Regions from separate parts of the Mus musculus genome. Here region 1 is linked to region 2. Evidence: chromatin contacts called from public Hi-C data. All regions are on one chromosome and are shown on one strand. Each heading gives the region's core, a stretch centred on a gene start, on an enhancer-like site or on the middle of the called end of the contact. The rest is flanking DNA. Distances are from core to core; before and after follow the strand shown. Region 1 overlaps Cfap57 (cilia and flagella associated protein 57). Region 2 has its middle 6.4 kb from the start of Mpl.

What was found. A called contact is a pair of places that touch in the nucleus more often than the background predicts.
Region 1: a contact with region 2 is called in a Hi-C map of the N1E-115 cell line, with 3 times the contacts expected there. The contact joins two enhancer-like sites. A contact is called at or near these places in 2 of 39 promoter capture datasets (embryonic stem cells and neural stem cells), 2 of 15 datasets of contacts at CTCF or cohesin (the NIH/3T3 cell line and embryonic stem cells), 28 of 484 Hi-C or Micro-C datasets (B cells, CD8 T cells, the CH12 cell line and 10 more), 5 of 115 datasets of contacts at active chromatin or transcription factors (the HPC-7 cell line and embryonic stem cells) and 3 of 9 other capture datasets (adipose tissue, embryonic stem cells and pancreatic islet).

The regions. Positions count from the first base shown.
Region 1 is chr4:118,560,765-118,566,988 of GRCm38.p6, forward strand. Cfap57 (cilia and flagella associated protein 57) reads right to left here. Exons shown (of 23, transcript NM_026789.5): 22 at 1,031-1,163. Gm52677 (a long non-coding RNA gene) reads left to right here. Exons shown (of 3, transcript XR_003955099.1): 2 at 4,742-5,097; 3 at 6,035-6,224. Among named protein-coding and RNA genes, the nearest start is that of Gm52677, 9.5 kb to the left of the region's middle. Within about 2 kb of position 3,732, at least 11 of the 459 cell types and tissues checked have an H3K27ac peak or open chromatin away from gene starts, as enhancers often do. A contact at or near this core is called in the N1E-115 cell line, where this site is marked.
Region 2 is chr4:118,460,856-118,467,055 of GRCm38.p6, forward strand. No RefSeq gene overlaps it. Among named protein-coding and RNA genes, the nearest start is that of Mpl, 6.4 kb to the left of the region's middle. Within about 2 kb of position 4,291, at least 60 of the 459 cell types and tissues checked have an H3K27ac peak or open chromatin away from gene starts, as enhancers often do. A contact at or near this core is called in the N1E-115 cell line, where this site is marked.

The DNA.
Region 1 (6,224 bases), core at 2,482-4,981, 99 kb after region 2:
GCTCCAGCCCATGAGTCTCTGTTCCTGAATAGCAACCAACAGAAGACAGGGTGTGTCTGCTTCACTGACGTACCCTTCATAGAGATGCCTCGTGTTCTTGGTTTGTACTGATTGTCAGGTATGAAGATGACAGAGAGTATATATTGCCACAGAGCCTGTGGAGACTGGAGGCTGTTGGTCAGCATTCCTTTCTTAGAGAGCTGTGTGATAAGTTTCTCATGGAATCTAGTGCCAGGAAAAAGTTTATTCTCCAGAGAATAAGTCCCTTCTTTCTGCCACGCAATGACAATTATGTAAACTACCTCCCTTTCGAGCCAGGGTCTCACACTGTAGCCCAGGTCTTGAGCTCATGGCAATGCTCCTGCCTCGGTCTCCCAAGTGTAGGGGTACTCACTATTGTACTTCTCTCTTTCCCTTTTTGCCTTGGCTAGCAGATGTTCAGAGGTGCTTTAATGTGTCACCCGAGTCACCACCTTCGTGAACATTTCTTATGTAATTTCTCCCTCCCTTGAAATAGTTTCTCATTGTTTTGCCTTCATTTTGATTGTATAGGTCCCTTACCCACAATTCTAAAATGTAGAGGGGTGTGTGTGTGTGTGTGTGTGTGTGTGTGTGTGAGAGAGAGAGAGAGAGAGAGAGAGAGAGAGAGATTCATGTTTTTAAATTCATGAAGCCTGGTTTGAATATTCACAAATCACTGTAGAATACTAATGTGCTTGATTTCAGGGCACTGCCCCAGACCTCCTGGGGATGTTATATAATATACAGCATGCACTTTTCTAAAACCTGCACGATTCTGAGTTCTGAATTGCAGCTAACACTGAGGATTTCAGACAGGAGCCTGGGGCCCCGACAGTGAGAGAGTGGATGTGGGAAGTTCCTCAGATCCTCTGGAGAGCTGGCACAGTGTGCCTTGGAGAGGCTCCGAAACACCATGGGCGGATGTGACTCTGTACTGAAAGAAGCCAAAGGGAGACCTGCTCATGGTCACTGGGTCTTGGTCTTGGTGCCCAACTCCCCGTGGTATTACCTGACTCTGGAACTTCTTGTGAGCGCGTCTTCTTGGATACTTTCAGGGCCGATTCAAGGTCATAGATTTGGGAGCGGGTTAACTTCAGCTCCCTGCGGAGCTCATTAATTTCTTTGATCAGAGAGACATTTTCCTTTAAAAAAGAACGGAAGACAGCAAGCGTGATATGCAGGTGCTCTGTGGGTGCAGGGTGACCCTTCCTGGGCTTAAGAACCCAGGGGCCTGGATCTAGGTTAGCCCTCTGGATCCTGCACCCAGCAGGAGCCTCTGTCCTGTTCAATGCCAAGCCTTTAAGGCACCAGCTAACTTGATTTCAGGCAGACTTGCACTTTCCCACCCACCTGTGCTCTTTCAAACGCCCATAACAGCACTTTCCTGAGTGCTTTGAATATGCTCTGCTAGAGAGGCTATTACTGTCACCTGGCGATGGTTCTGGAAATTGAACCCAGGGCCTTATGAATGCTAAGCATTGCTCTACCACTGAACTAGACCCCCTGACCCTATAACCATAGTTTTACAGGAAAGGAAACAGAGGCACCAGAGAGGTCATGTAAGTGGCCTGAGCCATACAGTTAGCAAGTAGCAGAGCCAGGATGTTGACCTCAGCAACACTCTTTAGCACTGTTCTACTCTGTTCTTATACCCCTATTGGTTTGGTTAAACTAAAGGGCATCTACTAAGTCCGCAGATGCAACAACAAACTCTTGCCCTCAGTATCATGCTATTTAGTGAACAACACAGACAAGTAAGCTGCTATTTAATATCTGCTATATCTACTGGAGATTTACCTATTTATGATGGCCTGATATCCATCTATTTAATAAATCTTTACTAGATACCCATGCTGGCTAGTTTTATGTCAACTTGACACAAGCTAGAGTTTTCTGAAGGGACGAAACCTCAGTTGAGAAAAGGCCTCCATAAGAACTGGTTGTAGGGGGCTGGAGAGATGCCTCAGAGGTTAAGAGCACTGACTGCTCTTCCAGAGGTCCTGAGTTCAAATCCCAGCAACTACATTGTGGCTCACAACCATCTGTAATAAGATCTGACGCCCTCTTCTGGTGTGTCTGAAGACTGCTACAGTGTACTTAGATATAATAATAAATAAATCTTAAAAAAAAAAAAAGAACTGGTTGTAGGGTTGTGCCATCCCTGGATAGGTGGTCTTGAGTCTGTAAGAAAGCAGGCTGAGCAAGTCATGCGGGGCAAGCCAGTAAGCAGCAACCCCTCCATGACCTCTGCATCATCTCCTGTCTCCAGGTTCCTGCCCTGTTTGGGTTTCAGTCCTGACTTCCTTTGATGATGAACAGTGATATGGAATGTAAGCCAAATAAACCCTTTCTTCCCCACCTTGCTCTTGGGTCCTGGGGTATAGAGAAAGCTAGACAGTGGGAGTGGGGCTGACTCTGACTCCTTTGCCTGCTCTTGGGGCCCTTTTCCTCTGACTGGGTTGCCTTGCCCAGCCTTGATATGAGGGTTTGTGCCTAGTCTTATAGTAACTTGTTAGGCCGGGTTTGGTGGATCTCCCTGGGAGGCCTGCTCTTTTCTGAAGGGACATGGAGGAGTAGATCTGGAGGAGAAGGCAGGTGATGGCGGAGGTCCTGGGAGGAGAGGAAGGGAGGGGAAACTGCAGTCAGGTTGAAACATATGAGAGAAGCGTTTAAAAAGAGAATGAAAGTGAGATCTGGTCCCTGCTCTTTACAGAGTACTTTACAGTGCAGTTGGGGTAGGAACGTGTTTGTGTTGCTCTGGCTTGCTGATGTGAAGGACAAAGACACACAGAAAGACAATCTTGTCTGTATGTCAGATGGACTCTTAGGAGTTGACCCCAGGGCTGAGGCTTAAAGGACTTAGCAAAGAAGAGAGAAAAGAATGTTCCAGAACATGGAATAGGAGGACAAGGAGACAGAAGTACAGCATGACTGATATGGGGTGAGTTTCTTTTTTTTCTAATTTCCTGCACCCCAAATCTCTGCCTTCCACTTTACACTTAGCACAAGGGTCCTCCTCTGATACCACCATGGAGGAGTCCCTAGCCCTGTAGGTATGGAGTGACTGGACATGTGTATGTATGTGTGTGTACGTGTGCATGCATTGTACATGTGTGTGCATGTCTATGTAGGTGTGGAGGCCAGAGGAGGACATCAGGGTCCTGATGAGACACAGTCTCTCACTGGGCCTACAGCTAGGCTAGTGGGCACCAAACCCCAGCTATCCTCCCGCCTCTTCTACCCACAGCGCTGAGGTTACAGGCACACACAGTCTCGGCAGCTTTGCATGTGGGTGCAGAGGACCTGAACTGAGGTCTGCACACTCATGTAACCAGCACTTCACCTACTGAGCCATCTCCCCAGCCCAAGTCTCTGCTTTCCTAAGTGGCAGTGCCTGTCTCTAGGCTCGGTCTGTGTAGGACGGCGCTGTTTAGGACCACACTGGAACACCGCTGCGTGGGGGTGTTAGGCCAGAGCCTGGACAGCAAGTCCTCCTCTGCTGTGAAGAAGTGCCTGTGGGGCCCTTGGGAGAGCAGGGACTGCTGGGGTTAGCCCAGAGATCCCTCAGAGCCTCCCAGTCTCAGCGCAGACCCAGACCTTTCGAGTTTCAGCAGAGCGCTACATTTCCACACTCCTCCCTGTAAGAATCCCCTCCATGCTGGAAGCAGGCCCAGTGCTCACTGCCAGTCCTCATTCTCCAGGCCAGACGCCAGGCCTGCTTTTCTGAGTTCAAGGGTTTTCTCCATCTAATGTTTTACTTTTTAAGCCAACCCAGGCCCTGGCAATGGTCACTCACATATCCTTTCCAGATGCTGTCTAGTAAAATTCCCTGCCAGTCTCCCCTGGGTCTTTTCCACTCTGGCTTTGTATCATAATGGGATTACTTCGATACATTTTCTTTTTTTATTGGACACTAAGACCTAGGGCATCGCTCTGCCTGTGAGGGGTGCTCAGTAAATATTTGTGGGCTGGATAAGCAGGTGAAGAATGTGGCTGGTACGGAGGCAGAGGAGAGGGTCTTTTGAGAGCCACAAAGAACTTCTGGGCATGCTCACAGGCCTGGGGCTTGCAGGGTCTTAGTAGGCTTTGTTTAGCTTCACTTCTGCCTCATTCAATAAAGGAAGAACACGGGGGGGGGGGGTGTCCAGAGACTAGAGGCTGTGGGTGCCCTTTCCAGTGCTTTCAGGTTCCTCTCCTAGGCATGCTGAGCCACTGTGTCAATGAGCCCCATCGGTTCCGTGTCTGAGCCGGCTTGCCCACTGTGATGTGTCTCTGCTGTCTGACAGCCCCATTCTATTAGTGGAGTGACTGGAGGCAGAGCCCTAGGATCTCCCCACCCCCTTGCCAGTCACAGCCCTGTGATTGGGGTTTCAGGCTCCTGATATCCTGTGGTGTGAGTGCCTGAGTGCCTGTCTCTGGCCCCACTGCCAGCTTTGTGGCACCTCCATGATGAGTCCCCAGGGTATGACCCCATCTTCCCCCACCCACCCTTTATTATTTTATTTTATGTATACGGGTGTTTTGCCTGTATATATCTGTGTGTCCTGTGCATGCTTGGTGCCTGAGGAAGTTGGAACAGGATATTGGATCGTCTGGAACTAGAGTTACAGATAGTCGTGAGCTGTACAGAGTTACAGAGTGTGTGCTGGGAATCGAACCCAAGTCCTTTGGAAGAACAGCAAATGCTCTAAACCACTGAACCATCTCTCCGGTCCCACAGGACGCCACCTTAATGGAGTGTGACTAAGGCCAGAAATCAAATGTAGCCCAGCACCCTGCATCTGCTCTTTTGTTCCTTCATCGGCCCTTTACCGCCAACGTCACGGTTCCTGAGAGCTATGAACTGGTCACTGTGCTAAAGATGGACGTCTCTTTTGGCTGGAGTAGTATCTGATGTCATTTGAATCAGAAGCATGAACCTAACGCGGTGAGAGGCAGGGATGACGGAAGGTGGAGAGGACTGTCTCGGCCAGGAGCCCTGAGGGAGCAAACCCCACGAAAGGCACTGCTGCTGTGATGATAAAAACTATGCTGAGAATAACAGCAACCTCGAGGCTCAGCAGCCTCACAGGGAAGGTATTCTCAGATTCCTGTGGCTATGAGAACATCGAGAAAGTGAATAATGGGAGTTTGAGTGTGGCTGGGTCTGCCTCCAGAGTGGTGCCCTGTCCCTACATGTCTATTGCCTTCTATGCTCCCCTCTTTATGTCAGTCTTATTCCAGTGGCTCAGACAGATGGATAGCCAAAGATACCCCCACAAAGACACAATGAGTTCCCTAAAAAAATGTTTTCTAGGGTGGTCTATGTTCTGAGGAAGCCAAAGGTCATAGTGATGTCAACTGCATGTGGCTTTGTTTAAAAAAATAATAATAATGAGTTCAACAAGCTTGCTAAGCCTTCTCTTCCTGCTGGCATCCTGGCGGAGCCATACCCTTCTAATCGTCCAGACCTACCCTACTCAGCTACTGGGTGGCAGGAAAGATCTCATCAGTTCCAAGTTTGGAGAATCCCAGAGCAGTCTGCTCACACTAAGGTGTTTATGTGGAGACTTTGAAACAAGGTAACCAAGGCCGCCTTAGGCTTTTGGAACAGAGAAGGGATGTATGTCTTGGCTGAACTTTCTGATAGTGATGTCAGAGAAGGGACGGGAATGCCCATAGCTCCCCCTACTGGCTGTTCTAATGCCCATAGCTCCCCCTACTGGCTGTTCTAAGTCAAAGCCTTTAAGGGGCCGCTGATCTCCACTCAGTGTGGGAGATCTGGCCTGTGATCTTGGGAACCTCGAGTTTTTTAGTAGGATCATCTGCCTGCACAGATAAGCTAGCCTGTTATCCTCCCTTCTTTTCCCACCATCCTCCTGTGCCTGACCTGGCATCTTAATTCGTCATTTCTACTCTGAAATGCCTTTGGCGTTGCCACATTCCTCTCTCCAACCTACTTCTTCTTCTTCTTCTTCTTTTTAACCTCTAACCTGACAGGTTTTCCTGTCTCACCTGTTTCTTTCCACACCAGACCGAATTCTCTGCTAATGGGGTTCATCTATGCGAGACAAAGACAACCCTGTCCCAGAAGCACTCTGATCTACGTTCAGGATGAACCACATTTCTTGGCAACACGACCCAAGGCTAAGAGCCGTTCCAATGGGCTCTTGCTGCCTCGGACACTCTGCAAAACACTGAGGTCTGTGGATTCAGGAACTCCC
Region 2 (6,200 bases), core at 3,041-5,540:
GTATCCTAGGTTTTGGGCTAATATCTACTTATCAGTGAGTACATATTGTGTGAATTCCTTTGTGATTGTGTTACCTCACTCAGGATGATGCCCTCCAGGTCCATCCATTTGGCTAGGAATTATTCTTTCCATCTCACTGGTATGTTTAACGCTGTATCTTCATTCCCGCTAACATCCCTGGACAACGTCCCATAGCATTTAGAATAGAACTCAAATGCCTCCTCGTGGCCCATGAGGTCCTCCTGCCTGACCAGCACATGCAGCCTTGAACTCTACCTCCCTCCATTTCTCAGCAGCCATGACAACCTTACTGTGTCCCTCACCCTACCTTGTTCAGTCTCAAGCTGTTTGCAGCCATCAACCCATTCTCCTCCTAGTTCACAGTGGCAGCTTCTCTCCGTTTCCTCATGTCTGCTGTAACATTGTCTCCACAGTCTCCTGTGACTTCTCTTTCTCTTAAGTCTTGCAGTTCCCATGCATCCATTCTTAGCCCTCCGTGCTGTCTGAGTCACACTGCTTTTGACTCTTCTATAAACCCGAGACCTCATCAATCTTAGTTATTATTAAACATCTCTCTTGGTTTGTCTTTCCTTGGAACTTTAAATCCATCATGTCCCAAGCAGAACTATTACCCTCAGATGCCCTGTGGACCATCTTCTCCTATCTTCTGCATCTTACATGGGCTAGGCATCTGAACCTGAAACCCAAGGGCAACTCTCAAATCTTCCTTCTCCCTCTACTCCAGCATCCAAGTTCCTACCAAGTTCTACGACTTCTAAGGGAGGCAGTGCAGAAGTGGTTAAGCAGAGTCCACAGGGACTTTATGATTGTCACAGGGCCAAGATGGGTGCCTCTGGCTCCTGCATCCGAGGAGTTTCAGCTACCTGTCCCTGTCATTGTTCAGTTTCCTCTGCATTTATGCAACTAGGAAGAGCTACTGTCTCCAGTTCTTTATTTCTGTAGAAAATCAAGCAGGAACTGGCACAGGGGACAGAAGCCTTGTGGTTCAGGTTTCTTTGGTTAAAAAGTCCTGCAGACCCCAAGGTCCAATCCAAAGCAGTAGACTTGGTTTACAGATGCCGGTATTCAAGCTGGGGAGATAGCTCATGGAGTAAAGAGGTTGTTGCCAAGCCTGGAGACCTGAGTTGAGCCCTAGGTTCCATGTGAAAAAGGTTTGTCTAGCCAGGCGTGGTGATACACATCTTTATTCCCAGCACTTGGAAGGCAGGGGCAGGAAGTTCTGTATGAGTTTGAGGCCAGCCTGGTCTACATAGTGAATTCCAGGACATTTAGGACTACATAGAGAGATTCTTAATAAGTCAGGTGAGATGGTATATGTGCATGCTTGTAAAGCCAGTACCAAAGACATATTGATAACAGATCCCTGCGATCCAGCCTAACTTACTTGGCAAGTCCCAGGCCAGTGCTAGACCCTGTCTCAATAAAAACAGTGACAGCATGTGAGGAACGACACTTTTTTTGTTTTTGTTATTATTGCTGTTGTTGTTTCGTTTTTGTTTTGCTGTTGTTGTTCCCTGGTTCCAAGTGCACACACAAATGTGTACCTGCACATCAAGCTCCTAAAGAAGACACCATTAAATAGAGGGCTGGGAAGAGAACTGGCTCTTGTAATTCTGAGCCCTCTTTATTTCCCTATCGGTCCAGATTTCCCAACCTCGGGCAGTTTTATCGAATCAGAAAGTCTAAGTGTCGGTAGCTCTAGGCTCCAGAATTCTCTATCTCTCCATCTGTTTCCCAATATTGTCAGACATCCTTCTGCAACGAGTCCATTTATATTAGCACATCAGAACATTGTATCTTCCCCTTTCGTCATTTTATTGATTTCAAATTGTTGCTTGCCTTGTGTTCATATGTGCATGCATGTTCCTCTGTGTACAGCTGCATATGTGAGCATGGAGAGGCTCAAACTTGATGTTGGGTATCTACCTTGGTCACTCTCCATTTTATTTATTAAGCAGGATCTCTAGATAAACCCCTAGCGTGCCAATTTCAGCTAATCCAGCTAGGCAACTTTCCCCAGGGAACCCTTGCTTCTGTTTCATAAATGCTGGGACTACAACAGCCACACCTGCCCAGGCTCTTACATGGGTTCTGGAGATCTGAACTTGGATCCTCAGCAAGGGTTTTAATCCACTGAGCTATCTCCCTAGTCCTGTCAAGAGCATTTCAAGTTTGCCGTTCTGCTAATCTACAAATGGTATCTCCTTACATGGTGTCTAATCTGATGCTCAAACAGCCTTTTATTCTTCCCTTGCTTAGAATTTTTTCAGACCTCTACATGGTTTTTAGACCTGTCTTTCTGTGCTAGAACCCAGGGCCCTTCTCATCTTTACACTTTCTGTACTTGGGATCTCTCCCTCTGAAGGTGCTGTTTTCTAGTCTCTAAATCCAGTCCAAAACAAGGACTGCCCCCAGCCCCACTGTTATGGCTTCTCCAGTCAAAGAGCCTTCCCAACTTAACAGCCTACTACTAGGAGTCCTTTGTGCTTCTAGACCTGGTTTCAAGTCCTACTTCCTTGAGAGTCATTTTCTTATGTTCCAGCTACTTATAATGAGGCTGTTTAAAAAAGAGGGCCAGGGCTGGGCAGTGGTGGCACAGCCTTTAATCCCAGCACTTGGGAGGCAGAGGCAGGTGGATTTCTGAGTTCAAGGCCAGCCTGGTCTACAGAGTGAGTAAGCAGTTAAGTTAAGAGCATTTGTTGCTCTTGCAGAGGACCAGGGTTCAGATCCCACTACCCACATGGTTCACTAACTGTAGTTCTGGGGCATCTGATACCTGGCCTCTGAGTGCAACCCCCCTACATACGCATGAATTGAAGAAGAAGAAGAAGAAGAAGAAGAAGAAGAAGAAGAAGAAGAAGAAGAAGAAGAAGAAGAAGAAGAAGAAGAAGATCTTTTAAAAATGAATCACACCCTTTCAAGTTCACACACCTTTCAAAGGCCCCCTTTTCTGTGTTATCAGGAACAGTCCGTGCAATGGGCCTTGTTTTATAATGAGAACAGCATGATTTTGATATGAGACAATAAGAGAGGTAACTTTACCAAACCTGGGGACAGAGGAGAAGGAGTGCCAGGCTGAGGAGGAAGGCCAGCAAGAAGACATTCCAGTAGGAGCCCCGTCCCTCAGCCTTAAGCTCTCTCTCTAGCCTGTCAATGTTAGCTTCCCTACAGTGAGAGGACCCTGTGTTCAAAACCTTCCATCCTCAGCAGCTTGGGGACAACAGAAAAGATCACGCCACCCATGGAGCCGAGAGTAGATGGTATCGTGGAAACCATCAAGAACACGCGTTCAGATTGGCAGGTGGCAAGGATGTGAGCCCGGGAACGGCTCTGGTAAAAGTGGAGAGGCACGGAGTGGCACTTCACTCATGCATGGTGTCCCAGGGCTCCAGAGAGTCAGGCAGGAGGATCCTGAGTTTGGAGGCCAGTCTGGATCACATAGCATGTTTGAGGCTAGCTTGTTTATATAATAAGATATAAATTTAAAACAATTTATGTGTATGTGTGCCCAAGAAGTCCAGAAGAGAGTGTCAGATCCGATAGAACTAGAGTTATAGGCAGTTGAAAGCCACCTGTTGTGGGTCCCGGAAACCAAACTTGGGTTGTCTTCTATAAGAGCAGCAGGTGCTCTTAAACACTGAGCCACCACTACAGCCCTAGATATAATTTAAAACTAACTCCCAAGAATGGCAAGGAGAAGTTTGGGTTGACTACGCTCAGCTCTTCCCTTTCTGTCCACACAAATCTTCGTGCCCCTGTGGGGAAGCATGTGTCCCCCGTTTTTATTTTGGGCGTTTGTCTTTGAGATTTGGTGTTCCTTGGCATATAGACCAATTGGACCTTTGTCTGTTGAGGTGTTTTTTTTATATGAGAGTAGCCATATTGTGTCTCTACCCTAGCTAGAGGAGGTACGGGTCCTAAGAAGGAACTATCCCAGGGAAAGAGTAGGTGGGTGGGTGCTCTTCCAGGTGACTCCCTCTCTTATTAAAAAAAGTAAACCCTTGCTCCCTGCCAGCACCGTGGTAATGCATATGCTATACCATGGCTCTATTGTGTGCCCTTGAGTCCTTGTCCTTCCAGAAGAGAAGCTGAGGCTCAGGAGGAGTGAAGGAGTTGTCTAGAGTCTCTCTGAAAGGGAAGAACTGAGACTTGTATTGAGATCTGTTTGTCCTTAAAGGCTATTTTTTTTTACATTTATTTTTAATTATGTGTAGGTGTATGTGTCTGCATGTGGATATGTGTGGGTGGGTGCAGGTGTTCAGGGTGGCATGGGATCCTCCGGAACTGGAGTTCTGAGCAGCCTGACACAGATGCTGGGATCAGAATTCCGCTCCTCTGGGTACAGCGAGCACTCTTAACTTTCCAGCCCCTAAAGGTTATTTTTAAAGACTCCTACCCTTGGCAAAGATCACCTTGTAGGCTTTCCTCTGTTGTCTTTACTTATCAAGAATTGCCTATTGGGCATGGGTGTGTGTGTGTGTGTGGAGGGGAGGGCTTCTCAAAGTCAGAGACTGAGTTCCCAAACCCATCTCAAAAGGGTTGCAATGCTAGTAAGTGGGAAAAAGAGCAGCCGCTTTCCAGAAGCATCCCCGTGGGAGATGGCTGGACGGGGACAGCCTGGACAGTCCTCTGCTCTGTCTCCAGTCCTCCATGAGACATCCTGGCTCCTGAGTTGCCCTACTTAGGCAGACGCCCTCCAGCCTCTGAATTGAAGGCCCAGATCCAAAGAAAAAGGAGATTGCCCCGCCCCCCCCACCCCCCCGCCCCCCTCCGCCCCCCCCGCCCCCCCGCCCCCCCCCCCTCTAGCAGCTTTGGGTTGCTAATGGGAGAAGGCCTGGGTGAGATAAGAGATACACTCCTGGTGGAAGGAGCCTGCACTGCTGCCCAGAAGGCCTTGCAGGAAATCACCCCCTTCCCTGAGGGTTAGAGGGAGCGAATGACTCAGGGTAAAGTGGTGTGACTTCCCATATTTTACGCCAGGACTGCGGTGAGGCCCCTCTGACCAGGTGCCCTCCAGCTTGGCCTTTCCCGGGAGTCTGCCTAATAAGGCTTTTCTTCCAGCTCTTTCCATTGCTTCCGTGGAATCAAGTGAGCGCCATTGGACTGGTCATTTGCTCCGACTCCTGCCCAGGCCATGTCCAAGGAAAACAGGGCTAAGAGGGAAGCAGAGAGATGTGAAGCTAGAGTGGGCGGGGTAGGCGACACTGAGGATTTATGGCTGAGTTCTGTGCTTGTAGCTCACAGTGGAGGCTGCAGTCCTTACAGTCCACAGTGGCGACGTGGGAATCTCCTGTTGGAGACTGGTGCCTTCTTGCCACTTATGGGCTTGGTGTACTTACGTTGAATTTGTAAAGGGACTGCTCACGTCAATTCTCTCCTGTCCTGCCAGAAAAAGAAGCATTACACTGTGGCTAAGAGACACTCTGGAGCCAGGACATCCATGTTGGAATGACAGCCTTGCCACTTCTTGTCAGACATTAAGTCAAGCTACTTAGCCTTTCTGAGAACCTTCTATATAAGGGAAATGACAGTACCCACCTAGTAGGGATGTTAAATTATAGGAAGACCTAATGTGTGCAAAGTGCCAGGAATAGTATCTGGCATTGAAACATCATGTAACCATTCTCTGTTTTTGTTTATTTTTTAAAAAGATTATATATATATATATGACTATACTGTAGTTATCTTCATACACACTAGAAGAAGACATCAGATCCCATTACAGATGATTGTGAGGCACCATGTGGTTGCTGGGAATTAAACTCAGGTCCTCTGGAAGAGCAGTCAGTGCTCTTAACCACTGAGCCATCTCTCCAGCACCCTATTTTCATTCTTTTAGTGGTAGACATTGAACCAATCATAGAGACAGAAGTTTGCAAGAATCCTAAACTCTTCCCTTTGCTCCCACTCCCATGACCAGTCCCTCCCCTTCCCCCTCCATAGCTGCTGCTTCTGGCTCATCATCTCCACGCTATCATGTCACCTGCACACTTGCAGTAGGCTTGCGCTGATCTTGCCTTCACTCTTTAACTTCTTTGTAATTACGTTTATTTAAATACTTATTTGTTTGTGGTGTGTGTGTGTGTGTGTGTATGCACTGTGTGCCACTGTGTGCGTGTAGAAATTTGGGAGTCGTTTCTCTCCACTGAGTGAGACCTAGGCGTTGATTTCAGGTTGCC